4 separate regions of the Mus musculus genome follow, and all the other regions are linked to region 1. A link is a contact called in public promoter capture Hi-C data. All regions are on one chromosome and are shown on one strand. The core of a region is the stretch at or near the end of the contact, and the rest is flanking DNA. Distances in the headings are between cores, read along the strand shown. Region 1 holds the start of Ptdss2 (phosphatidylserine synthase 2). Region 2 holds the start of Cracr2b (calcium release activated channel regulator 2B). Region 3 holds the start of Slc25a22 (solute carrier family 25 (mitochondrial carrier, glutamate), member 22). Region 4 holds the start of Taldo1 (transaldolase 1).

Region 1 (6,156 bases), core at 2,448-4,947:
TACTGCTCTGATCTTCACAGTTTTTGAAGTAGCCAGCAAGTTGAGGGCATCCTTGGCTGTCTACGATCTTGAAAGGAGTACTATTTTCTATTTCTTCTCAGTAGACCAGGAATATCTGAATAAATAGACCTTTCCCTTGAGGTCAATGTTCACCCTATTACTCACACAGTCACCAAAACCTGGCCTCCCCCGGCCTCCCCTGATCTGGAAACGGTGAAATGGGAGGGAGGGCATCAGCCAAACAGACTCACAGCTAAAGACCTCAGAGTGTTCAATCAATGCTCGCTCAAGAGTGAGCTCTGCCTTGTTGCTCCTCGTCTAACTCTCTCTCTCTCTTACACACTTACATACACACACACACACACACACACACACACACACACACGCACGTATGTGGGGGGTGAGGTGGGGGGTGGGATGGAGGGAGGGAGGCACAACAGGTTGCCAAGACAGGTCATCTTTTTCCTTCCAGAACGTCAGGTTTGTGCAGCGCTGCCTCCTACTCCTCCCTACCATACACAGACACGGGGATGGTCTGAGTCCCATGACTAGGCCCAATATGAGAGTTGACCTATGTAAATTTTGGGACTTCAGTTACTGCCCAGGGGCAGGCATGAGGACAAACTGGTTCCTTGCTCTGAGTGGAAAATACCCAGTTCCTGTTCTTCCCTGGAGATGACCACGCTCCTCACGCTGAGTGGGTAGGAAGGCAACCCTGCCAGAACCAACCAGGGAACCATGAAGGCGTTGCCAAGAAAGGGACAGGGCCGGTCCCAGGTCAGGTCTTCAAGAGGCTTCTAGCCTGTTACACTGGCTTTCTTGGCTTGTTGATCTGATAGTCAAAAGAGTATGAATTATCAAATCATGCTTACTAAATGTGGGCAAGTCTAGGTAAGCCCTAGCCCACAGTGATAGATCACTTATATCTGAAGCTGCAGAAATTATTGCTACGGATGTACTGGTGATTTCTGCCCCAACTCTCCTAGATGGCTCACTAGAAGCACCATGCTCTAAGACCCAAGAATAGACTACCAATTCTCAAACTGTCACAGATTCCATGCTGGTGGGAGTGGGTTAGAAAGTGAGATCCAAGCCGGGCGTGGTGACACACGCCTTTAATCCCAGCACCCGGGAGGCAGAGGCAGAGGCAGGTGGATTTCTGAGTTCGAGTCCAGCCTGGTCTACAAAGTGAGTTCCATTACAGCCAGGGCTATACAGAGAAACCCCATCTGGGGAAAAAAAAAAAAAAAGAAAGAAAGAAAGGAAAGGAAAGGAAAGGAAAGGAAAGGAAAGGAAAGGAAAAGAAAAGAAAAGAAAAGAAAAGAAAAGAAAAGAAAAGAAAAGAAAGTGAGATCCCGTGGTAGGGGGTTGGGTTGGAGCCCTGACTCAGAGGTTAACAACACAGGCTACTCTTCCAGAGGACCCAGATGGGGTCCCTAACATCGACTCAGCAGCTCCCGTCTGGAACTATGGTTCCAAGGGACCCAACACTCTCTTCTGGCTTCTAGGGGCATTGCATACAGGTTTTATACACACACATGCAGGCAGAACATCAATACACACAAAATAAAACTTTATATAAATAAAGTTCCAGGTCTGTGCCAGAATCAGAGCTCTTGTTTAGTTTCCTGATATTATCCCCTAAGATAGTAATGACACTCAGCAAAAGTCCCCAAAATACACACTGAAGAATGGCTGAATGAATAAATGACTATAAAGCAAGAAAGGCAAGCCAGCAACACACTCCAGAATTCTCAGTCCAGTGGCCGTCACCTGCACTGAAGGACAGTCCCGCCTCTCTCCTGTCCAAGAGCCATGGTGGAGGCTACCTGATAGAGAATTGATGTTTAAAAACCCACTTGAGTAATTCACGGACTGCTATGAATGTAAGGCCAATTGGAGTCCTTTATTTAAGTAGGCAACCAGGAACAGGCTCCTGCCACAAAGATCTCTTGGCCCTGAAGTAAGGCAGTGCACGGTTTATGAAAACAAAAAACCAGGTGTGGGTCAGGGATTTTGTAAGCATCATTCCTCTTTGTCCTGTCATCCAGGATATGACTGAGATGGTGTGGGGTCAGTTATGGGGTTAGAGGCCATTATGTCCAGTCAAGAAGAATGGGGTATGGGATCAGTCTTCAGATTAGTTTATGGGGTTGCAACAGCCCGACTTATAGGCCATTTTAATGTCCAAAGGACCTCAAAGGTCAAAGAAGGCCATCGGCACTAGCTCTGGCACCATACCCACAACTTCAACTGCCCCATGCTCGCTTCCAAGCGCGCTCTCTCTCTCTCTCCCTCTCTCGCTCCCTCCAGGGTCTGGCTGTACTGGAAACTCACTATGTAAACCAGGCTCGCTTCAAACTCACAGAGACCCACCTGCCTCTGCCTTCCAAGTGCTGGGATTGCTTCTTTTCCCTCTAATGTTTTCACAGTCATTAGACGGAATCATATTGAAAAGCAGCTCTGGTTGGCTCTCACTGCAGAAGCTGTCCATAACCCAGGGAAGGTGCTAATAGTATAAGGTCCAGATGCAAAGCTATCTCCCACACCCAACCCACTTTCCTGCTATTTCAACTGTATCTCACCAGTGCCTCAGTTACCACTCCCACTTGCAAGCCAGAGATACAAGCTGACATACACAAGAGTCCCTTGGAGGACCCTATCTGTGTGATGGCACCTTCTCCTGAATTATCTTAACACTTCCAGACCAGGATTCTCTCTGATCAAATGTGTTCTGGACACTGCCACAGCTCTGTTCTCTCAGAGCAACTTCCACTTAACATCCCCTCCAGTGGGAACACATTTGTTTCTGTGCACTTGGGTGTCACTTGCCTGTAGGGCCCACCCTGGGACTCCAGTGTCGCATAGGTGGGTAGAAACTTGGCTGCCTGAAATAAAAGCAAAGCCATTCCTCTCATGAAGCGTGCTCCTTCTCACAAACAAGGAAAGGTGAAGGGTTAGCCCAAGGTCATGGGATTACACCTGGTCAGCCAGGGCGGTGGCATGGTCCTTCAAAGAAGCAAAACACCTGCAATTCCTACGCACTCAACTCCACGAAAGGCAGACGGGGCAACCTGACCCCAAAACTTGTCAGAGGTTGAGTTGTGCAAGCAAGGGTCACTGAAAAGGGTAGCTGTGAGGAAAATCTACCATACAGATATGCCATGCCCACCAGGCCAGTTCAGGGCAACGTTACGGGTGAAGAGCAGGGGAACAACAGCTATCCCCCAGAAAGGGAAACCTGAAAAGTCACTAATATGTAGTGGCCAGGCCTTCCAGAGCTCATCCCGGGGCTCCTCCGATCCGAAAAAACACTCGACATCTCATACGGAGACGACCACGGGGGGTTCCACGAGGGCCGGAGGGAGTGAGGCGCTCCCCTGGCTGATCCAGGCCCTGACGGTTCCCGATTCCAATCTAAACTGTCTGTCCCAAACTCCTGCCCCGACGCGGGGAGACCCTCACCAAAAGAAGGTGTTAGTGCCATCGTCGTAGACTTCAGACTCGGTGCTGCGGCGGCCCTTGAGCAGCGGAGACTCAGATCCCGAGCCTCCGGCGACTCTGCGCTCGCCCCTCCGCATGGCGCCCGGCCTGCGCAGCCCAGTAGGCTGCAGGCGGTGGGCTGGGGTCGCAGTGCTGCCCGGCGGGGTCTCCGCGGGAGTGGGGCGGGGCCGTGAGGCATTGTGGGACGCGTAGTGCGCGCCGGGCCGCAGGGCATGCTGGGCGCTGGAAAGCCCTAAACTGCCCGGTGGGAGGGACGCGGTCCGGTTGCTAGGAGACCGGCCGCGTGCTCCGCCTGACAGAGACTGTACAAGCCGGCTGGCACTGGCTGGTGTTGATAAAGTTCCGAAGACATATAATCTCTGGGGATAGGGACGCAAAAGAGACTCAACCTAAACTGTTGTGGTAGACAGCCCTGCCAAGCAAACTAAACTCCGGAAGCTGAGGCAGGAGGATTGAACGAATCCAAGGACAGCCTGAGTTATTCAAACCTTGAATTAAAAAAAAAAGGAGGCGCCGGGCACTGGTGGCCCATGCCTTTAATCCCAGCACTTGGGAGGCAGAGGCAGGCGGGTCTCTGAGTTCAAGGCCAGCCTGGTCTACAGAGTGAGTTCAAGGACAGCCAGAACTACACAGCGAAACCGTCTCGAAAATGAATGAATGAATGAATAAATAAATAAGATGAAATAGTGATAGAGAAATGGCTTAGCAGTTAAGATCACTGCCTGACCTTCTAGAGGATGGAGTTCAGTTTCCACTCTCACATAGCAGCAGTGGCTCCAATGCCCTCTTCTAGTATCTAGGGCACTGTATACAGTTGGTGTATAGATGCATACACTCAACCAAAACACTTATACACTAATAAATAGATGTAGATAGATAGATAAATTAGATAAATTATTGCCAGACATGATGGCATAGTCCTTTAATCCTAGCACTCAGGTATCAGAGGCAGGAAGATCTATATGTGTTTGAAGCCATCCAAGTCTACACACTGTGAGCTCTAGATCAGCCAAGGCTAGACTCTGTCTCAAACTTTAACGTAAATAAAAATTAATGACTAAATTAGCAGGACCAGTCAAGTTGGATAGTTGAAACTGGTATGGTTAGTTGCTGAGAGTACTTACATTTTGCCAGAGGTAGGGAATGGGCTTCTTGTCTGAGAGTGTGGGTCCTTCTTCAGTTTTCTCAGATGTGTTGGCTTGTGGTGCCACCAGCCTGCAATCCCAGCACTTTGAGGTGGAGGTATATATATCAGGGAGTCTGTGGTTATCCTTCACGTGAGATTAGGAGTTAGATAGATTCCCTGATAGGCAGACAGAGAAGAGAGAGCCTATTGGATATTGAAGATGACAAAATTCAGCCGGGTAGCGGTGGCCCACACCTTTAATCCCAGTACTCAGGAGGCAGAGGCAGGAAGATCTTTGTGAGTTTGGGGCAGCCTGGTCTACATAATGAGATCCTAGAAAACAAAGGCTACAAAGAAAAACTCTATCTTGAAACAAACAAACAAATAAACAATAAGATGGCAGACTCTTGGTTTCTTCTTCACCCTCCTTACCTGAAATAAAAGTCTAGCAGCTTAAAAGAAAGGCCTTGGTGAACCTTTTCTCCACCAGGAGGGTCACCAGTCCAGACAAGCTCAAGGCCAGATCAGGACATGTTTGCCCAAAAGTCGTGGGTTTGTCAGCCTCCCTGTCATTGTTCAAACTGACAAACCATAAATTAGAGGAGTAAGACCCCCCATCCCCCCAGAGATCCTTGGAGCTCTCAGCCTGTGTTGCTGGGTATGGATGGCACCAGTAGTCCAGACCTTTCATTCCAGGTCCCAGGGGCAGGCAGATCTCAGTGAGTTTGGAAGGTTAGTTTAATCTACATAGCAAGTTCAAGTCAGCCTGGGATATATAGTGAGATCCTGTCTCAAACAAACAACCACCCAGCCTTCAAAGGGACTTCAAAAAAGGGCTTCAGAGGGGCTCCTGAAGGCCCCCTTAGATCTGCAGAGGGTCTTTCTAGGTGACCTGTGCAGGGTTTTAGACCCAGGGACAAGGGCTGAAGTGCATATTTTACATACTAAAGCACATCTAGCTTCCAGGTTCTCCCAGCATCCCTCAGTCCCTACCTGGCATACCACGTTGCTACTCTGAACTTTCCAGTTCAGGGGCTGGGCTGCCCTTTAGCCAGATATTTTGGTCTCTCCTCCCCACCCCCCCCCTCCTCCTCCTTCTCCTTTTCCTCTTCTTTTTCTTCCTTCTTCCTCCTCCTTCTCTTCTCCCTCTTATCTCTCTACCCTCCCTCTCTCTGCATGCACTCTTCTCTCTTTCTTTTCCTACTCCCTGCTCTCTCCCTTTCCATGGTGACTTCCCTAGCCCCCTTCCTTGGTACCAGTGAACCCTCCTATCCAAGAGCAGTTTCCCAGTGTACCTGTGCTTATATGTACTTTAATTTGGCTTGAATTGGCTCATTTCACTGGTGGAGAAATAACTTATCAGCTGGTACCTTGATGCTGGGTTTCAGACCTAGGATAAGGGGCTGAGGTACATATTTACAAAGCCCATCTGGCCTTCAGGTTCTCACAGCATCAGCATCAGTCAGTCCCCCTCCATCCCCCTCACCCCCACCCCCAGTCTGAAACCCAATACCCCGTGTGCTTCT
Region 2 (6,156 bases), core at 1,963-4,462, 330 kb before region 1:
GGTTCAACTCACTCGCCCAGGACCCGGGCCACTCCTAGCTTCTCCAAGGAAGTGTAGAATGTCTCAACATCCTCCTCCTCCTCCTCCAGAGAGCCCCCTGTGCCCGACTCAAAGGTTTCCTCAGAAGTCCTCAAGGGGGACCCACCTGGGGCCGACTCCACCCCCACAAACTTCCCTGCAGACATGGGAGGAGAGAATATCAGGGTTGTGGGTTAGCACCCTGGACCTACCCAACTCCCTCCAGCCACATACAACATATCCTGCCCACTCTCAGGGCCCAGTTTCCTGTTTTTCTTCCTTGTTCTGGTTCTATTGGCCTGGGAATGGGAAATGACAGCCAGCTCCCCCGCCCCACCTTGGTTGGCAGAGAAGGGATTGGGGGAGGGCAGCCCATCCACTGTAGAGTAGCTGTGGGAGGTACAGCTCAGAATGCGCCTGTTTGTAGATACCAGAATGGCTAGGAAGTTGTGAATGAAAGGCACAGGCTTTCATAAGGTCTCAGGGCACCCTGAAGAGGGTCTCCAGGTGACTGGGACCTGCTCACCCAGGCCTAGACAGAACTCCCGGGCTGTGAGGAAGCCAGTGTGGGCCTGGTCCAGACTTTCAAATACAGCCTCCAGCTGTTCAGGCGTAAGTGGAAGATCACTCTGCAGACCCTGACCAGGCAAGAAGGACCACGGTGAGCAGCAAAGGTCGGCCTTGGGTCTAGCAACCTCTTGGATCTGGGGCTCACCTGCAGATCCTGACGAGTGATGAAGCCCTTGGCATCCTTGTCGCATAGTAGGAAGAGTTCCTGGGCCTGCTGCAGCACCTCTACTCCATGCCTTGCCGAGACCCCTGTTGTCTCCTCTCCCTCCTGGCCCTCCCCAGATCCAGGCAGCCCAGGGCTGGCCATAGGAGCGAGCCTTGGCTCTTGGAGGTGCTGTGAAGCAAAGGAAAGCTCAGCTGAGACAGGGACGCTCCAGGGTCACTGCGATGGCATGAAGCAGACCCAGTACCAGAGCTGCTTCTCAGGAAGTAGAGATTCTGGGAAAGGCTGAATCCCAGGAAGAAGCCAGTGCAAGAAAGGGAAGTGAGCTGGGTATGGTGGCACACATATTTAATATTTAATATTTAATCCCAGCACTCGGGAGGCAGAGGTAGGCAGATCTCTGTCTGTGAGTTTGGGGCCAGGCCGGTCTACATAGCAAGTTCCAAGACATCCGGAGCTACATAGAGAGATTCTACCTCAAAACAAAAAAAGAAAGTGTGACCAGGCGTTAGTGGTGCATGCCTTTAGTCCCAACACTCAGGAGACAGAGGCAGGTGGGTCTCTGTGAGTTTTAAGGCCAGTCAGGTCTACAAAGTGGGTTCCAGGACAGTCAGGGCCATATAGTGAGACCCTGTCTCCAAAAAAAAAAAAAAAAAAAAAGTGTGACCTTACTCCAACAGTAAAAGCTCTTGGCAGCCAGCAGAGATTCTGTAGTGAACAGAGAGTAGAGTCTGCCACATCCTGGACTTGGGAGATCCCAAGCTAGGACTGCCTAAGGTTGAGAGCTAAACCACTTCTGACCAAGACCAAGTCCTTAGCCTCAGGCCTGAGCCTGTGATACCCTGGACTTCTGACAGCTGGCAAGCAAGCTGCGAGTAAACTCCATCAGTCCCTCCCACCTGCCACTCAGGCAGGCCTTAAGGGTGCAGGTGCAAGGTCCCAGGCTTGGGCACTGGACAGCTTTTAAGAAACACCCCCACATCTTGGTTTAACACAGTCTCTGCAGCTTTCTCCTCCCCTGGGGCCTCCCCTCTCACCTCCTGGAATGGACATCCCACCTCTAATTAGAGCCACCTGTCAGTCCCACAGTGTATTAACCCCACATTTCCCAAAGCTACAACTCGGTGACACTGACCGATTCCTATCTCACTTTTCAGTCTTTGAGGTCATCTTCCCCCTACCCATATTCGGGGGGTGGGAGGAGGAACAACAAGCAAACGTGAGGAAGAGCATGGTAGGGCAACCTGGAGTAATCATTGGCACCCCTGATGGCTACCCTCACTTCAACCAGGCACGGTCACCACCCCACCAACCGCTCCAGTGTTCCTCGGGACCGGAGGTCCATCCTGGCCGGAAGCCGCGCTGCCGCCAGGCTCCAGGGAGTCCAGACGAAAGGCAGCGGGTGGGCCCACAGGCAAATCTCATCCACGCACGTCTGGGCTAGCTGCCTTCACCCGAGGAACACAGCCGTTCCAGACAGAGATGCGTGCGATGGCTGCTCTACACAGCGCTCGGAAGGTGCGACCACTGGAGCTAGGGGCCCGGGGTTGGGGGTGGGGAAGCCCAGAGGGCGCGGCGCTGGGACCCCAGTCGCGGGACCTGCGAGCAAATAAATGCCTACCTGCGAGCCGCGCCGCCGCACCTGCCGCAGGCGGGCCGCTCCTCCCGGAAACGCGCGCGGCGCGCCCCGCCCCTGCCTGGACCCCGATAGCCCGCGAGGGGCGCGTACCCAGAGCGACCTTGCGGCCTTACAGGCCCGGAGACCCCGGGATAGCACGTCCGGGTGGATCCTCCACCAGAGCGCTGCTGTAGTTTTGTCCCGCCTCTCTTATCCTGGTGACCCGACCCAGAGTGGCTAGCTCTCCCCGGAGAGCCACAGGGGGCAGCAAAGTTGTATCCCTCACTCCCACCATCTCCCCAGCTCCCCCCAAGACCCTTTTAGAACAAAATCAAGGCTGGGGAGGTGCAGATGCCAACCCCCACCCCGCCCGGAGTATCCAGACTTAGGGTGCCAAGAAGTGTTGTGTAGGAAAATGCGGAGCAGGAAATAAACCAAATACTTTCAGTGGCTGTATCCAGGGCTGTGGACACTAGACTTTCTTTTCTTTACTTTCCCAATTTAGAGTCTTCTAAGTTTTAATACTAGAGAATGACATATAAGTTAGCAGCTCTCCTGTGTGGGGGAAGTGAGTATGGGACCGGGCGAGACCACCTCAGTCTGCCCTCAGCACTCCTCATGGGGCACAGTCCTAATCGGGGGCTTCTCTGGGCCTAGAGGAACTTCTGAAGATGCTGCCAAAGTCCTACTTAAGAGGAAACCCATCTATTTCCAAGAGTATGCCCCCAACCAAGCCCCCAAACTGACCTGAAAAGCTGGCCTGGCTATCACAGGCTGCAGAGGCGCTGGGGGCCCTGTGCGTCTCAAGCAGAACCACAACAGGCTTGCTGTATGGGACAGGACCTGGAGACAAGGGGCGGCCCCTGGCACCTAGGCCAGGGACCTGCCTGGCCGGCTCGCCCAGTCCTGCTGTCCCAGGTCCCATAACCAGAACAACCGTTATTGTTGGCTAGGGGCTGCAACCGCAGCCACTGTGCTCCTTTTGGGAGGGGCAAGTGGGTGCTGAGCTCGGAGGACTAAGCTAAGTTCTACAAATAGACAGCTAAGCCCACCCCTTTGGGAGGAGCAAGTGGGTGCTGAGCTCGGAGGACTAAGCTAAGTCCTCCAACTGGACAGTTAAGCTCACCCCCACTCAGAGTTCCCCTTCCTCCAAGACTATTACAACACACACAAACACAGCACAGGATACTTCAGGAAACCATGGTGAACTCTACTTTGCCTCAGTACTTCTGATCTCTCCCAAGGTTCTGGCGGGAAGCAGGTATGGTTACAGTACAGGAAAGGGCATATGCACCTGGCAGTGGAGCATGTGACAACCAAGAAAGAGGAGCCAAGCACAAAGTTCTGGGCAAGATGCCCCAGTATGGGTCAGGAACCAATCTTCCCGGGTCCCCAGACCGCAGTTCCAGAAGCTTCGCCCTTCACAGGGATCCACGCCCTCACTCGCTGTGTCACATGAGGAGCGGATGTGTGGGTGACACCTTTTGTAAACATTTTCCCCCTAGTGCTTGAGATGGAATCCGGACCTGGTGCATATTAGACAGCTGTTCAACGGCTGAGCAACTCTAACCCACCACTTTAGTTTTTTTATCGATACTAAGGGGCTCAAACTCCCAAACATATCTGCTGGCCCAAGAGACAGGCAGCAAGCCTCAGAGAGAACAGAGCAGCTTACATGTGTCCTTGCCAGAGGACTGACCTTAGGAGACGGTCCCCAGCTGCCAGGACTCAGAGAACCCCGTGAAGCCCAACTGTTAGCTACTGAGACACCAGTTCACTGGGAGAAAGCTCTGTCTGCTGACCACAGTCGGAGGCAAGGGTAACATGCAGAAGTGAGGAAGGCAGAAGCTGAGCTGTGGCTTTTATTAGATCTGCTTTGGCAAAAATAAATAATTCTTCACACACTCTGCAAGGAAACTTGGACACCAGGGAGCAGCAGCAGATGTGGAGTTCTTAAGACTGACCCTGCACTGAAAAGGTGGTGGGCAGGAGTAAGGCACAGGTGACGTGACGGGGGAGGGCTCTGTGGGCTCCGGGGGAGGGCGACTCCCCATCCCTCCCCACCAGGAGTAGCATAGTGAGTGGCTGGTGAAAGGTTTCACATCGAAAGCCCACTTGCAGCTGTGCAGGGTCCTATGTCCTCATTCCACAGCATGTAAGGGGGAGAGCCGGGGCAGACAGGATCTTGTTCCACCCCGGGGCTCCTCTTAGTGGGGCAGGACAACTTGGAGCTTGGCTGGTAGCCGGGCGATGTGGGAATGGTGATTCTCAGCAAGGCGGGAGGCCAGGTGGATCCTGTGGGGTGGCAGGATCTGCGGCAGTGGGGCTGGCAGGTGCGCGCATGCGCAAGGCATCCGGCGGGAAGGCCACATTGGTGCAGAAGAGACCCAGCAGTAGCTGACGCTGGCATTCTTCCCACTTGGCCAGCGCGTCCCCCAGTGAGAGGTTGTTTCGTACCCAGTTGGGTAGGGCCTCACTGTAGGTGGCGCAAGACAGTGGCACAGAGGGCAGAGACTGGGCACGTCGCAGTTCCACCTGCTCAGACAGTCTGCAGGTGGGGAGGAGACATGGAGGAAAGGAAGGCTTAGTGGAGATCTGCCATTCCAAGACTCAGGACCCAGGGGGCCAGGCGGTCAGAGCAGCTCACCTGGAAGGCAGATGGTCACCCAATTTCCTCTTGGCCCTCATCACCAGATACTGGCAGATGCTACCCGTCTGCTCTTTCATCCACCGGATATCTTCAGGGACATCAGGCAGCCACTCCAACAAGCTGAGAAGGGAGCACCGAGAGCATGAGCTCAGAAACACCAGGCTGGGATCTGGTGCTCCCTTGCCAGGTTCTGAAGACCTATCCTCCCCAAATCTCCCAAGGAGCCCATTGCTCATGGATGATCCGGGACCTCTGTCCCTGATGTACCGGTTGATGTGTCCTCCCCCAGACTCCGTTCCCCACCCTCACCGGATGGTGAAGGACACTGCACTCTCCAGCGGCAGAGTATAGGGCACCATCATGGCCGTTGCCAGGCGCACTGGTAGCATGTTGGAAAGGGTGGTCATCAGGTCCTTTGGTTCCACACAGGCCTCCAGCAGGGCTGCAGAGAGGAAGGTGGCAGTCAATCAGGGAAGTGGGGGCCTCCTAGGCCTCCTAACTGAGCTTCCCTCCCCGTGGCGGCGCACCCTCATTGAGTCTGGCAGGCAGGTGCTCTAGAATTCGATCTTTTCTATAAGGCTGCAATTGATCCTCCTCTCCAGCCCTCTCCTCCACCACAGCAGCTTCCTCTGCATCCTCTTCCTGGGGGACAACTGGGGGCAGTGCCAGCAAAGGGTTGGGTTGGTTCAGTAGGCCTGTGGGGGGGGGGGGGGGGTCAGAGAGATGCCATCAGAGGTTATGGCCAGCAGGGGGCACTGCAGGTCCAGCTTCTTCCACCCCAGGGCTGCCCACACACCATTCCTCCTAAGGAATCGAAGTCCATCTCTGTAGCCCTGTTTGCACATCTCTCGGAGGACCTGTGGCGGAGGTATAAATCAGTGTGAATGGTGCGGTTGAATTACTGCTGTAGAGTCCCTGTAACTGCCACTTCCACCAACAACCTGCCCTGGCTTGAAGTCCTGCCAACCTTGGAAAGCATCCAAAAGCCCCACTGTCATCCCAGGGCTCAGAGGTCCCCAGGGTTCTCTCCCCTGGTGCTGGCTTAGTCAGGACTGGGTGTGTGCGGGCTCACCATGGGCTCTGGCGGGAAGAGAGCCTTCGAGAGGCGGTAGAGATTGCGAAGGTTGAACTGGATGC
Region 3 (6,156 bases), core at 1,905-4,404, 310 kb before region 1:
TAACAACACCTGGAATGACCTAGAGACCCAACTGGAGGAAGAGGCACCCAAGGTGACAGCTGCCTAGGCCTTTGGGAGTGAGGGGAAAGGAGCAGCTTGCCCTGACACCACCCACCCTGCCCACTGTCTCCTGCCCTGACTCTCTCTTCCCCCGTGTTCCAGAGGCTCTGGGCTCGCTGCCAGGTGCCCCACTTCTCCTGGTTCCTGGTCGTTTTACGCCCAGTATCCAACACTTGCCTTTTGCCACCAGAGGGAGCACTTCTCTGCTCCTCAGGTCATCCTGGGGTCAGAGTCACTTTTCCCCCTGGGGTTACAGAAGAGCCTCGGCAAGTCTCCATGCAGGTATTGACAGGGTAGTACCAAGGGTGGCGGGAGGTGGTGCCTCAGCAGACAGGAGGGCACTGAAATGGTTCTCTGTCTAGGTAGTGCATATGGCTGGACTAGAGCTGAGAACCCTTCTGGAAGAATCAGAGGCATCAGTAAGCCCTCTGCTGTGCCTTTCACAGAGCGGCCCCCCCAGCTTCCTACAACCTGTCACTGTGCAGTTGCCCCTGCCTCCTGGCGTTACAGGTGAAGCTGCACGCCACAGGACTAAAGGTGGGTGCTTAGAGGGGGGAATAGCATTCAGAGGGGCTTCAGCCTTCTGTCATTTTCCATCCAGGCTTCAGTCTAGACCGCTCCCACCTGCATCTGCTCTACCGAACACCCCTGACAACCACCTGGGATGATATCACCACTCAGGTGGCACTGGAATTCACCCACCTGTATGCACGCTTCCAGGTCACGCACTTCTCCTGGTCAGTGTCCCCTAGCTTCCGCAGGACCCCTTCTGCCCTTCCTCTGTATGGCCACACCTCAACTCTGGCACTTCCAGGTACTGGCTCTGGTATACCACCAAAACCTGTGTGGGGGGCCTGGCCCGGAAGGCCTGGGAACGGCTGCGACTGCACCGTGTGAATCTCATTGCACTGCAGAGGCGCCGAGACCCTGAGCAGGTTCTGCTGCAGTGCCTGCCACGGAACAAGGTGGGGCAGCAGGAAGACAGAGGGGTGACCTGAAGGCCAGGCTGGGTACAAAGCTTTGGCCTCTGATCCCTGGTGGGTGCCCCACAGGTAGATGCCACCCTGAGTCGGCTGCTGGTTCGCTACCGTGGCCCTGAACCCTCTGAGACTGTGGAGATGTTTGAGGGTGAGAAGTTCTTTGCAGCCTTTGAGCGGGGCATTGATGTAGATGCAGGTAGGTCTCTTTTCCAGGGTGCCCTGGGGAGTGACACTTTGGCCCCTCCTACTGATTTGCTTCTCCCCCCTGCCTCCCCCAACCCCCCGCCCCCCCCACCAGACCGTCCAGACTGTGTGGATGGCAGAATCTGCTTTGTCTTCTATTCACACCTGAAGAACGTAAAGGAGGTATACATCACCACAGCCTTGGACCGGGAAGCTCAGGATGTTCGAGGACAGGTGGGCTCATGTGTCAGGATCCTGGACTGAGGTGCCTGGATCCGAGGTCAGCTCTGAACCCCGCATGCTCCTTCCTCAGGTGTCCTTTTATCGGGGTTCACTTCCTGTGGAGGTACCTGCAGAGGCAGAGGCTGCCCGGCAGAGGAAGGGTACAGATGCACTGTGGATGGCCACCTTGCCCATCAAGCTACCGGTGAGGCTGCAGAGGCTTCAGCTGACAAGAGGAGACAGTCCCAGGGTGACCAAAGATAAGAGAATGGGTCCAAGCTTTCTGTATCCTTGCCTCCTGACAGAGACTCCGGGGTGCCCAGGGGAGTGGGCAGGGGACTGACTTCTCCTTGATGCCTCTGAACCTGGGTGATGCAGAAACTGGATTCCTGACTCAGAGCAACCTGCTGAGTGTGGCCTCACGCCTAGGTCCTGACTGGCCAGCTGTGGCCCTGCACCTAGGCATGCCCTACCATAAGCTACAGCGTATCCGGCATGAATTCAGGTGAGCTTCAGGAGTTCTAGTGATCCTGCTGACTCCCAGCTTCAGGTTCAAGGCTGACATCTCCCCCACCCTCCACCCCTGCACATTAGCTGAAAGATTTCAAGGAGGTGGGGATAGAGCAAATACCAGCCTGGAAAAGGAGGGTCTGGTCACTAGCCCAAGGAACTTTTGAGGTATGTTGAGCCTCTGTGTGTGTTCCTGGGCAAACGTCTTCATCACCACCCCTCCAGGGATGACCTGGATGGCCAGGTCCGACACATGCTCTTCTCTTGGGCTGAGCGCCAGACTGGACAGCCTGGAGCTGTGGGACACCTGGTACAGGCCTTGGAACAGAGTGATCGGCGGGATGTGGCTGAAGAGGTGCGTGCCATCTTGGAGCTTGGCCGCCACAAGTACCAGGACAGCATTCGACGCACAGGGCTGGCCCCTGAGGATTCTACTCTGCCTGGCACCTCGGCTTCACAGACTCCAGAGTCTGCACAGGCCTAGGCTTACAGACTTAATTAAGATAGCTTTAAACTTGACTCGACCAGTGGGCAGAGCCCTATCCTTCTACCTCACCCGTGTGCTCCAGTGCCCCAGCATACAAAAACCCACTCACTGTCTAGCCCAAGCTAGCCTCCAACTCACAGTGAGTACATCTCAGAGATTGTTTTACATAAAGGATAGAGAGCAGGTTGCCCATACTTGCTACCATGCCAGGCCCTTCTGCTAAGATGGGAGCAGAGAAGGCCTGGAGGGAGAGATGGCTCAGTAGTTAACAACACTAGCTGCTCCTTCAGGGAACCTAGTTTGTTTCCTCTACCTACCTGATGGCTCATGACAATCTGTAACTCCAGTTCTGAAGGGTCAGCCCCTTCCTCTGGCCCCCACAGACACCAGGCACACATGTGTGCAGACAAGTATGCAGGCAAAACATCCATACAAATAAAATAAAAGCTATTTATTGTGTGTGTGAGACAGAATACCTTTGCAGAGATCATTCTCCCCCGTCTATGTGAATGAACTCGGGGTCACTCGGCTTGGTTGCAAACACCTTTGCTCAGTGAGCCATCTCTAGGCACTGATGAGTAATATTCCCCAGGGGTGGGGAGGAACTATTCTACATAGTAACCCTGCAGCAGGTAAGGATACAAAGTCATCTGTGACAGAATGCTGCATAAGCCCTGCCCACCAGAGTCTTATGGGCGGTGTCTAAGGAGCATCTCTCCTAAAGCTCCGGGACCAAACCTTCCCCAGACCGTCCCATCCCCATGCTTCCCTCCTACCTATTCTCAGTCTTTCAGGGCTTTGAGATAGGAACAAGGAGGGCCTAGGGATACGCCAGAAAGCCCACTCCCTCAAGGGTGGCCTGAGGCTGTGGTAGTGGCCACGCCGGCCGGGAGGGGGAGCCGAAGGCAGCAAAAACTTAGGGCGGAGCGGGCGCGCCTCCGAGAGACGCGCCTCCCCGCCTAGGTGCAGGCCCCGCGCGCGGCACAGCGGGGAAGCGATCCCGGCGGCTGCAGTGTGGTGAGTGCTAGCCGGTCATTTCCCGTGGCGCCCACTCAAATCTGGCTGGGTTGCAGGGAGGAAAAAGGGTGGCATTGGTGGCTGGGAGAGGTGACATCTGCTCAGACACTGCGGCTTTGGCGGAGCCTGAACCTAATGGGTACATCGACCGGCTGTCTCCGGGTGTGGAAGGCCGTGCTCGGTCCCGGCTCTGCCGGGCGCGCTCCCCGCGCACACGTGTCCCAGCAGTGTGGACGCTCCAGAGCCGAGGCTGGAGTTATTTCTGCCAGGGGTGGGGGGTGCTGCACACGTGAGAGCCCACTGGACTTGCGTGGGCACGTATATGGTCAGAGTCCGCGTTGTCTGTCTGGAGATAACGAGGCCAGCTGAGCCCGGACCTTGGGGTAAAGGGCATGATCTGGCCTGGAACAGAGGATGTGCCCCATACTGCTTTTCCTTTGTAGGACAGCTGGAGTACCTTTCTGTGGGAAACCTCTTTGTGGTCCTCCTAGCTAGCAAGACAAAGCTAACCTCCCTAAGAGGAAGGGGCAAGGGAGACTGGATTGGGGGAAGGGCACTCAAGTGGTGAGGCTCAACCCCAGTCCAGTCTCTCTCTCTCCCTTCTCTTCCCCCCCCCCCCTTCTTTCTTCCAGACAGGGTCTCTCTATGTGGAGCTAGTTGTTCTGGAATTCTCTATAGACCAAGTTGTCTTTGAACTCACAGACAGCCACCTGCCTCTGCCTCAGAGGGCTGGGATTAAAGGAGGGAGCCTCCAGTGTCACCAGCATTTCTTTTAGGTAGGAAACAGGCAGCTTTATTCATGAAAATTGAGGAAGAAACTGTATGGAGCTGTTAGCCTCTGTATGCTAACGGGGCTTTTCTCAGTTGGCCTGTGGCCTGACAGGGGAAGAAGGCAGAAAGCTCTGGATCCTCAGTGGCCTGACTGGACAATCAGGTTTCTATGGTAACATAGACAGCATCGAGGGAGCCCTGACATGTGTCTCAAACTGATGAGAATTAAAGAACACACACACAACACACACAAGCCAGGAGTGGTGGTGGCACATGCCTTTAATCCCAGCACTCAAGAGGCAGAGGCAGGCAGATCTCTGACTTTGAGGTCTACATGTTCTACACAGTGAGTTCAACCAGAGCAATCTTGTCTCAAAAAATCCTATATCAAAACCAAACTCTTTGGGTGGGGGAGGCGGGAAACAGACCAGACGGTTCCCTTTGTGTGGTGCTCCAGGCAGCAGAACCCCTTTGCTCTCAGCTCAGCAACTGTTCTCTCTGGTGTCCCGCCTGTTTTGTTTAGTTCAGGGTACAGGGCTGACTAAGCCCTGGGGATCTCAGTGCCTACCTGGCTCTTCCCCATGGACTTCAGACTGTCTGTCTGACTTCCAGGATACACACAATACCCAAGTCCCCAGGTCGCAGATATGTAGGAGATAGCATCTCAGGGACAGCAGACTGAAGGTAGAGGCATAAGGAAGGATGGGGCTTCTCCTAAAGATGGAGTAGCGGAGAGCTGCTGTATCTAGTTTACACTTGGAGCATGGCGTGGAGAGCAAGAAGTCAGACTACAGTTCAAAGGTCAGGCCTGCGCCACACACAAGGGCTAGGAGGGACAGGCACTCTTCCATTGAGACCCCTCGTATGCAGAGGTCAGAGGGCACCTGGAGTACCGCCTCCATGCTCTCTGGTCCCAAAAGGTGAGCAGGGCCTGCTGTGCTTGGTGGTGGTGGCCTTTGAGGGTCAAGCATCCCTTCCTTGTCCTTTCCAGAGGACAGGTCTACTTTCTTGTGCCCTAACCTGAAGTTCCCTGATAGGTACACTCAGATCTCACAGCACAGTGGTTGGTTGTTGACCCATTTCTCAAAAGCACTGATGGGTCCATACAGGGTATCCCATTCCCTGGGGCTCCAGGGCTGTAGACAGATCTGTGCTTATTCCAGATAGAAACCTACTGAGTGGCCCGGAGCTGGAGTCCCTATGGGTAGGCAACCTGGTTGGTTCTCAGGGCTAGTCTGTTCCTTCTTTAGCATCCAGGCTGGGTCCAGCCCCAGAACCCCAGAAGTTGTCTTATCCTTCTCTCCTTTTCCCATAGCTGCAGAGATTACCATTTAGCCCAAAATGAAAGAGAAAGTCCTCCCCCCAAGGCCCGCCCCGCCCCGCCCCTCCGCCAATCCCCGTAGGCTTTTGTCTCCTCCCCCTGGCCAGCCTCTTTATCTCCTCGGTGAGCGTAGTTGTTGGAGCGGCGGAGGTGGAGGAGCAGTTGTCCGCACTCTGGGGTGCACTCAGGGTGAGCGGAACCCCGTGGACTGTGGGGGAAGAGGCGGGTAGTAGATCCAGAGTCACAACTCGTCTGGGGGCTTTTTAGCGTGAGGCAGCCATGTGATCCCCATGTGGCAGCACTGAGGATACATAGCCTGTGTGTGACAGCTGACCTCTGAGGGCTCGGGAAGAGACACAGGGAAGGACCAGGACTGGTTTTTATGATTGTGTCCCTCATGCCTCCCCCCTCTCCCAAGGCAGGCTCTTGTTGCCCCTTCTCCCTCTCTAAAGTTATGGGGTATACCAGCCACAGATGCTTCAGGAGGCCAGCATCCCTCTTACACCATTTATTCTTGTCTTCTCTTCCCCAAGTCCTCATTCCTAGGCTCCTGTGTCTTTTGGGAGTGAAACACATCCCTGGGAAGCTGACAGGAAGATGGGCAA
Region 4 (6,156 bases), core at 2,014-4,513, 260 kb before region 1:
TCTTGTGTCTTGAAATCTGTGAGTTCAAGGCCTACTTTGTCTACAATCAGGGCTACATTGGATTATGTCTCAAAATAAAGCAAACAAACCATTTCAGTATGTGATTTTTAAAAAAAAAAAAAAATCGCAACATTTTAAATAGTAAAATTTAAAAAACAATCCAGAGTTTGAGGCCAGCCTGGTCTACATAGCAGGTTCCAAGCTAGCCAGGCCTACACAGTGAGACACTATCTAACAAAACAAAACAAAAGAAACAAACAACAACAACAAAAACTAAGCACCCTAGAACCATCATTCCCTATAAAAGCCGATGTGCAGTCACTAGGACTGGAACTATGGATGCTGGAAAAACATGCTCCACAAGCTTGTCCTACTGCCCGACAGCCAGCAGGGGGCGCTCTAACCTGAAACCGCTGGCAGACATGTTTTGTCTCTTTAACCTCACTTGTGGGGGGCGGGGCCCGCCATATTATGCCCATGTGTTTTGGCTCCTTTAACATATTGGTTATTTTTCTTCAGGATCAACTCAGTTATCCAAATGAACAGGCACATGAACAGCAGATGCACAGATGTCCAGTTGCCAGGCCAGGAGGACATGAGCTTGCCAATTTCAAAGTACCCCTGCTTTTTCTTTTCTTTTTTTTTTTTCTTTTTTTTCTTTTTTTTTTTTTTTTTTTTGGTTTTTCGAGACAGGGTTTCTCTGTATAGCCCTGGCTGTCCTGGAACTCACTCTGTAGACCAGGCTGGCCTCGAACTCAGAAATCCGCCTTCCTCTGCCTCCTGAGTGCTGGGATTAAAGGCATGCACCACCACGCCTGGCACCCCTGCTTTTTCTTTTCCAGACCTTCATACCAGGATCCTATATAGCTAACAACACAGGGTGACCTCAGACTCGTAGTCCTCCTGCCCTGCTCCCCAGTGTTAGGGTTATATTATAGGTCTGCACCACCAGGCACATAATGTCTTTTGATATCAAGGATAGCTCTGTGTCACGGTGACAGCCTAAGTCTATGAGTTATGACACAGCTGCAGAGATAACCAGAGCAGGCCTAGCCCGCAGGCAGCGCAATGCGTGGCTCGTTCTGCTGTCTTGCTTCCTGATTTGGACATCACTAGGGAAACGGGGCAAAGGGTGTATGGGCTACTTTTGCAACATCTCAGGAGTTTGAGGTTATTTCAAAATAAGAAGTAAGTAGGGGAAAATGTGCTCTGGAGTGGTGCTGGCTGAGGTGTGAATCCACTGAAGGGTGCACAGAAAACACAGTTTTTATCATATAAAACTACAGACTCTGGCAGGGCAGTGGTGGCAGAGGCAGGTGGATTTCTGAGTTCGAGGCCAGCCTGGTCTACAAAGTGAGTTCTAGGACAGCCAGGGCTACACAGAGAACCCTGTCTCGAAAAAAACAAACAAACAAAAAAACCCAAACAAAAAACAAAACAAACAAAAAACCCTACAGACCCAGGGCTGGGGACACAGTTGAGTGGCAGCTGTTTTAGCAGGTGTGATGTCAGAGCTTGAGCTCTAGCCTCCCCTCCCCTCCCCTCCCCTCTCCTCCCCACCCCACCCCCAGCTGAGCATTAAGGCCCAAAGACCCTGAGGTTCAGAGGAAAATGAAAGGGGTCAAAAGCGTTCGGAAACTCTATTTTCAGGAGCCTGTGATACCCAAGGGGTGAAGAACCCTCACCACAGCTGGGCAGGGGTGGTGCACAATGCTGATCCCAACACTTAGGAGGCAGAGGCAGGCAGATTTCTGTGAGTTCGAGGCCAGCCTGGTCTATAAATCAAATTCCAGGAAAGTCAGGGCTACACAGAGAAACCCTGTCTTCAAACAAATAAACACCAAAAGAAACCTTTACCATCTGACAAAAAAAAAAAAAAGACTTTGAATAAATAAAGTATATAAAATAGATTTTGAATCTGACAATGTTTATAATTATTTGTTTTAAGCCACACTGTCAATGAATGTGCTCTTTGGCTCTTTGTTGTTGTTTGAGACAGGCTCTTACTATGTAGCTCAGGCTAGCCTGGAACCATGTAGCCCAGGCTGGCCTCCAACTCATAAAGATGTGCCTGCCTCTGCCTCCCAAATGCAGGTGTGAGCTACCATGCCTGTCTCTTGCTCTCTTCACAAACATTAGCCGGTAAACTCTGCACTACACACACAGTGGAAAAACCTTAGGACTCCCAGATGGATTTCTGGAAGCTGACGAACACAGCTTGTGTCAGACGGGTTTGCTATTAGACCCACATCAAGTCTGTCCTTTATAGCTAAGCAGCCCAAATATGCCTAATCACTCTCTGCGACTCTCTGAGAGATAAACAATGCACTTACTCATGAGGAATTAAAGCCTGTTTCTCAAGTCACCGTGAGAAAGCAGAAAAGAGCAGAAGTGCTTTTGTACTGAGCTCACACGGAGCATTTCCTGAAAGTCTTTCTCACAGCACATGTGAGATCACCTCCACCACCCTCCAAGGATGAGAGCAAGACTAACAGCACAAGTCTTTCCACCTGTTTTCCGCGTCCCTACCAAGTCCAGGAAAATCTGAGTACTGGAGCTGCGCATGGTGGCACTGCCTGATCCAGCACTAAGGCTAAGATAGAAGGATTACCAGGAGTTCCAGAACAGCCTGTGGCTACACTGTGAGACCCAGTCTCAAAAGAGAAGGAAGTATGACAATGATAACCATTTGATTTAGTGTGTGCAACTGGTCTGACTCCAGCCATGCTGTGTACTGCCCATAGAGAGTAACCAGCTGCATGTGGAAAACCAGTGCAACAGGCTGCAAAAAGCAGATGGTGTCCAGTCTTGCAGACTGCACTGGCTCCAAAGTTGAGCCTGTGTCATCGTAGGGAATTGGGAGTAGGGGTGGGGGCACCCCGGGTCAGGGAGACTTTCTCGGACTACCTCTACCCACCGAGGCTTCGCGCCGGGCTCCCAGGGTCACCAATAGCCCAGGAGCTATTGATCCTTGAAGGTTCCGCAAACTCACCAATCCCAGCTCCAGCGCCCGCGAGGCCCCGCCCCTGACACCCACACCGGTGCTGGTTCCAAAATTGGGGGCGCAGCAGCTTAAATAGGGCGCATGCACCGCGTCCTCTTACCATTGAAATCACCCGTGTCGGCCACCACGGTGGTGAACTGCTTGAGCTGGTCCAAGGCGGACTCCATCCTCTGGCGCTTTACCGGGGACCCCGACATGGCGAAACGCGAACAGCTGAGGCGGTAGCCGGTGCGTGCTAACCCACAATGCCCCGCGCGTCCTGGCCAATCAAAGCAAAGCTAAATGAAGCCTGACGACGAGCCCCGCCCATGTACTTGGAGACCTTGCCATAGACCACGCCCCGTGTCACGGTCGGAGTTCTCTTCCCCAGTAGCGAGTGGTTAGTTTCTACCAGTCCAAGGAGAGTGGATTCTTTGTACCCCTCTAGAGCTCGGATGCGTAGAATGAACAGACAACGGATTCTACTGAGACGCGCGCTCAGTAAGCCTCAGACCCCACGGACTACGGATGGATGGGTGGCAGCGCTCTCGCTCCACACCCATGCTAATCCTTGAGCGGGTCCTTGCCTCCAACTGTGCATTCCCTACAGGGGCTTCAGAAGTGCACCCTTTCTCCAGCTGTGGGACTCCCCTACTCCCAGTTTAGGGACTGGGAGCTGCGCCCTCTCTGCTGATCGCGATAAGTCAAGCTCGGTGCAGCCCCTGCTTACAGGCAGACAAGCTAAAGCACAGTCTGAGAATCAATACAGGTGTATGGCCCCATGGGCGACTTCTGGCAAAGCCACCAGTTTCCGCTTCCCAGATGGAGTGGTTCTGGTGTTGCCTTAAGCTGCTGGGTGATCCTTCCCTTGCCCATGATTTTGCATCTCCCCTGGCTGGAAGTCTGTCTGGAATAAGCAGCAGTTTGAGAAAGTTGAGATGGGGAATTGAATCTTCAGTCATGAATAAAAATAGTAAGGGCAGTTTCTTTTACAGTGTTCCCATTATTGATTTGCAGTTCTTTGAATATGCTGGCTCAAGCTATTACACATATATGTGTATGCCGGATATTTTCTGTTAATATTTTGTTTACCACTCGTCTTAGTTTGCTTTCTATTGCTGTGATAAACACCACCACCCAAAGCAACTAGGCGAGGTTGATTGTACCTTACCCTCCCAAGTAACAATCTATCACTCAAGGACTGCAAGAAAGGCGCCTGGAGAAAACTTCTCACCGGCTTGCCTCCCTTGGTTTGCACAGCCTCCTTTCTTTACAGCCCTGAACTTCCAGGACCACCTGCTCAGGGATGGCACCACTCACCGTGGTGCTATGGGCTTTCCCTTATCAATCATTAATCTTAAAATTAATTTTTTCTTAAAAACGGAGCCAGGCAAGGTGGTACAGACCTTTAATCCCAGCATTCTGGAGGCAGTGGCAGGTGGATTCAAGGCCAGCCTGGTTTACATAGGGAGCTCCAGACTCGCCAAAGGGAAAAAGCCTTGCCGACTGACTTGCTAATCTTGAGGACAGAGGCATTCTCTCATTCGAAGTTCCCTCCTCCTGCAAAATCCGAGCTGTGTCAAGTTGACAAAAAAAAGTAACCAACACACTTTTTTTTTTTTTTTTTTTTTTTTTAGTATCTTTTAAAAATAGATTTTTCTTTGAAAGGAGACTGGCCTTGAACTCTTGGTCTTCCTGCCCCTGCCTTCCAAGTGCTCAGATTACAGGCAGGGGCCACCATACTTGGCTCCAGCTGACTCTATTCAAGTTCACTGGAAGATGGACTTTTATATACTAGGGGCCACAGAGGCTGCCTCTAGGGCAGTGTTTCTCAACTTGTGGGCCACAACCCTTTTGCAGAGGTGGTTGTGGGTGGGGTCAAATATCAGATAGCCCGCATATCAGATATTTACATTTTGGTTCATCATGGTAGCAAAATTACAGTTATGCAGTAACAATAAAAATAATTTTATCTTTGGGAGTTACCTCAAAAGGAGGAACTGACTCCATTGAAAGGTTGCAGCATTAGGAAGGCTGAGAACCATTGTGCTAGAGGACTAGGCTAATTGAAGGGGGCTCCACCTATCAGCTTTCAGGAAGTCACCACCTATCCCAGGGTGGTCATTGTTGGGGAAGCAGATGTTTGTGTCACCTATGCTCCTGTGACAATCATTCACTGGTTCCCCAAGCTGAACAAGGACTCGGTTGTTCCTTTGGTCTGTTATCAGTGCCCTAATTAGGGTAAGTGTTTGTTCATATCTGTTGAGACAATTATTGCCTTGAGTTGAGGGACTACCTCCCACCTACTCCTCCCTTGTAAGGCCCCAGTGACAAAAAATAAAGTTTGAGTCTACCAGAGTTCCCCTTGGGAAAGCAATGAATTATTGGGGGTTTTGTTGTTGTTGTTTGTTTGTTTTTGTCTTTCGAGACAGGGTTTTTCTGTGTAACCCTGGCTGTCCTGGAACTCACTCTGTAGACCAGGCTGACCTCGAACTCATGCCTGCCTCTACCTCCTAAGTGCTGGGATTAAAGGCGTGCACCACCACTGCCCAGCAGGCTTTTTTTTTTTTTAAAGATTTATTTATTTTGTTTTATGTGTATGGGTATTTTCCCTGCATGCACAGATATGTGTACCACATGCATGCCTGGTGCCATGGATCCCCTGGAACTGGAGCTACAGACAGTTGTGAGCTGCCTCATGGGTGCTGGGAAGTGAGCCCAGGTCCTCTGCAAGAGCAGCCAGTGCGCTTCTCTGCTGAGCCATTTATCCAGCCCCATTATCAGGTTTTCTTACAGAGTAAGGTTCCTGACAAGAGCATGGTTAAGCCCACTGCATCCACACTGGAAAGTCTGCATCCCCCATGGATGATGGCTTTCTCATGGCTGCACAGATGGAGTTCCCTAGTCCTTCCCAGCCTATATACGTTAAACCCTTTTGGGATCTGAGACCCATGCAGTTAGAGTTGAATTACAACAGGTTGGAGAGAATGACTGGATATTCAGGTGAGCGTCTAATCCACCCTCTCCTCCTATGAAGGCGCCACCAACCTTCAGCAAGCATAGCTACGATGCTCTTTTGCAAATGGGCACAGCTGATCTGATAAAGATGGTGGCAGTTTGGTTCAGGATAGTGCTGTCAGAGGGAATCTCTTCAGAAGTCACACAACACTCAC

What was found. Promoter capture Hi-C pulls out the DNA fragments that hold promoters and counts their contacts. Capture Hi-C pulls out chosen DNA fragments and counts their contacts.
Region 2: a promoter capture Hi-C map of erythroid cells shows a contact between it and region 1, with 2.8 times the contacts expected there. The contact joins the promoter of Cracr2b here to the promoter of Ptdss2 in region 1. A contact is called at or near these places in 2 of 39 promoter capture datasets (erythroid cells and pre-B cells), 1 of 484 Hi-C or Micro-C datasets (cerebral cortex), 4 of 115 datasets of contacts at active chromatin or transcription factors (embryonic stem cells, memory CD8 T cells, microglia and 1 more) and 2 of 9 other capture datasets (adipose tissue and macrophages).
Region 3: a promoter capture Hi-C map of liver shows a contact between it and region 1. The contact joins the promoter of Slc25a22 here to the promoter of Ptdss2 in region 1. A contact is called at or near these places in 2 of 39 promoter capture datasets (the C10 cell line and pre-B cells), 2 of 484 Hi-C or Micro-C datasets (CD8 T cells and embryonic stem cells) and 2 of 9 other capture datasets (adipose tissue and liver).
Region 4: a promoter capture Hi-C map of adipose tissue shows a contact between it and region 1. The contact joins the promoter of Taldo1 here to the promoter of Ptdss2 in region 1. A contact is called at or near these places in 6 of 39 promoter capture datasets (the C10 cell line, cranial neural crest, hematopoietic stem and progenitor cells and 2 more), 5 of 115 datasets of contacts at active chromatin or transcription factors (the SCID.adh cell line, embryonic stem cells, large pre-B cells and 2 more) and 3 of 9 other capture datasets (adipose tissue, liver and pancreatic islet).

Annotation. Positions count from the first base shown.
Region 1 is chr7:141,128,827-141,134,982 of GRCm38.p6, reverse strand. Ptdss2 (phosphatidylserine synthase 2) reads right to left here and starts at 3,697. Exons shown (of 12, transcript NM_013782.4): 1 at 3,466-3,697. The coding sequence starts at 3,581.
Region 2 is chr7:141,458,150-141,464,305 of GRCm38.p6, reverse strand. It overlaps Cracr2b (calcium release activated channel regulator 2B), which reads right to left and starts at 3,212. Exons shown (of 10, transcript NM_001025103.2): 1 at 3,117-3,212; 2 at 734-922; 3 at 545-656; 4 at 13-175. The coding sequence starts at 895. Pnpla2 (patatin-like phospholipase domain containing 2) reads right to left here. Exons shown (of 9, transcript NM_001163689.1): 4 at 6,092-6,156; 5 at 5,816-5,876; 6 at 5,547-5,714; 7 at 5,329-5,461; 8 at 5,017-5,139; 9 at 3,563-4,917. The coding sequence ends at 4,638. Gm10575 (predicted gene 10575) reads left to right here. Exons shown (of 2, transcript NR_152219.1): 2 at 2,043-2,825.
Region 3 is chr7:141,434,872-141,441,027 of GRCm38.p6, reverse strand. Slc25a22 (solute carrier family 25 (mitochondrial carrier, glutamate), member 22) reads left to right here and starts at 3,154. Exons shown (of 10, transcript NM_026646.3): 1 at 3,154-3,459. Pidd1 (p53 induced death domain protein 1) reads left to right here. Exons shown (of 16, transcript NM_022654.2): 7 at 1-52; 8 at 163-342; 9 at 423-570; 10 at 662-797; 11 at 875-1,025; 12 at 1,113-1,236; 13 at 1,339-1,457; 14 at 1,537-1,650; 15 at 1,751-1,950; 16 at 2,181-2,915. The coding sequence ends at 2,439.
Region 4 is chr7:141,389,267-141,395,422 of GRCm38.p6, reverse strand. It overlaps Taldo1 (transaldolase 1), which reads right to left and starts at 3,263. Exons shown (of 8, transcript NM_011528.4): 1 at 3,105-3,263. The coding sequence starts at 3,201.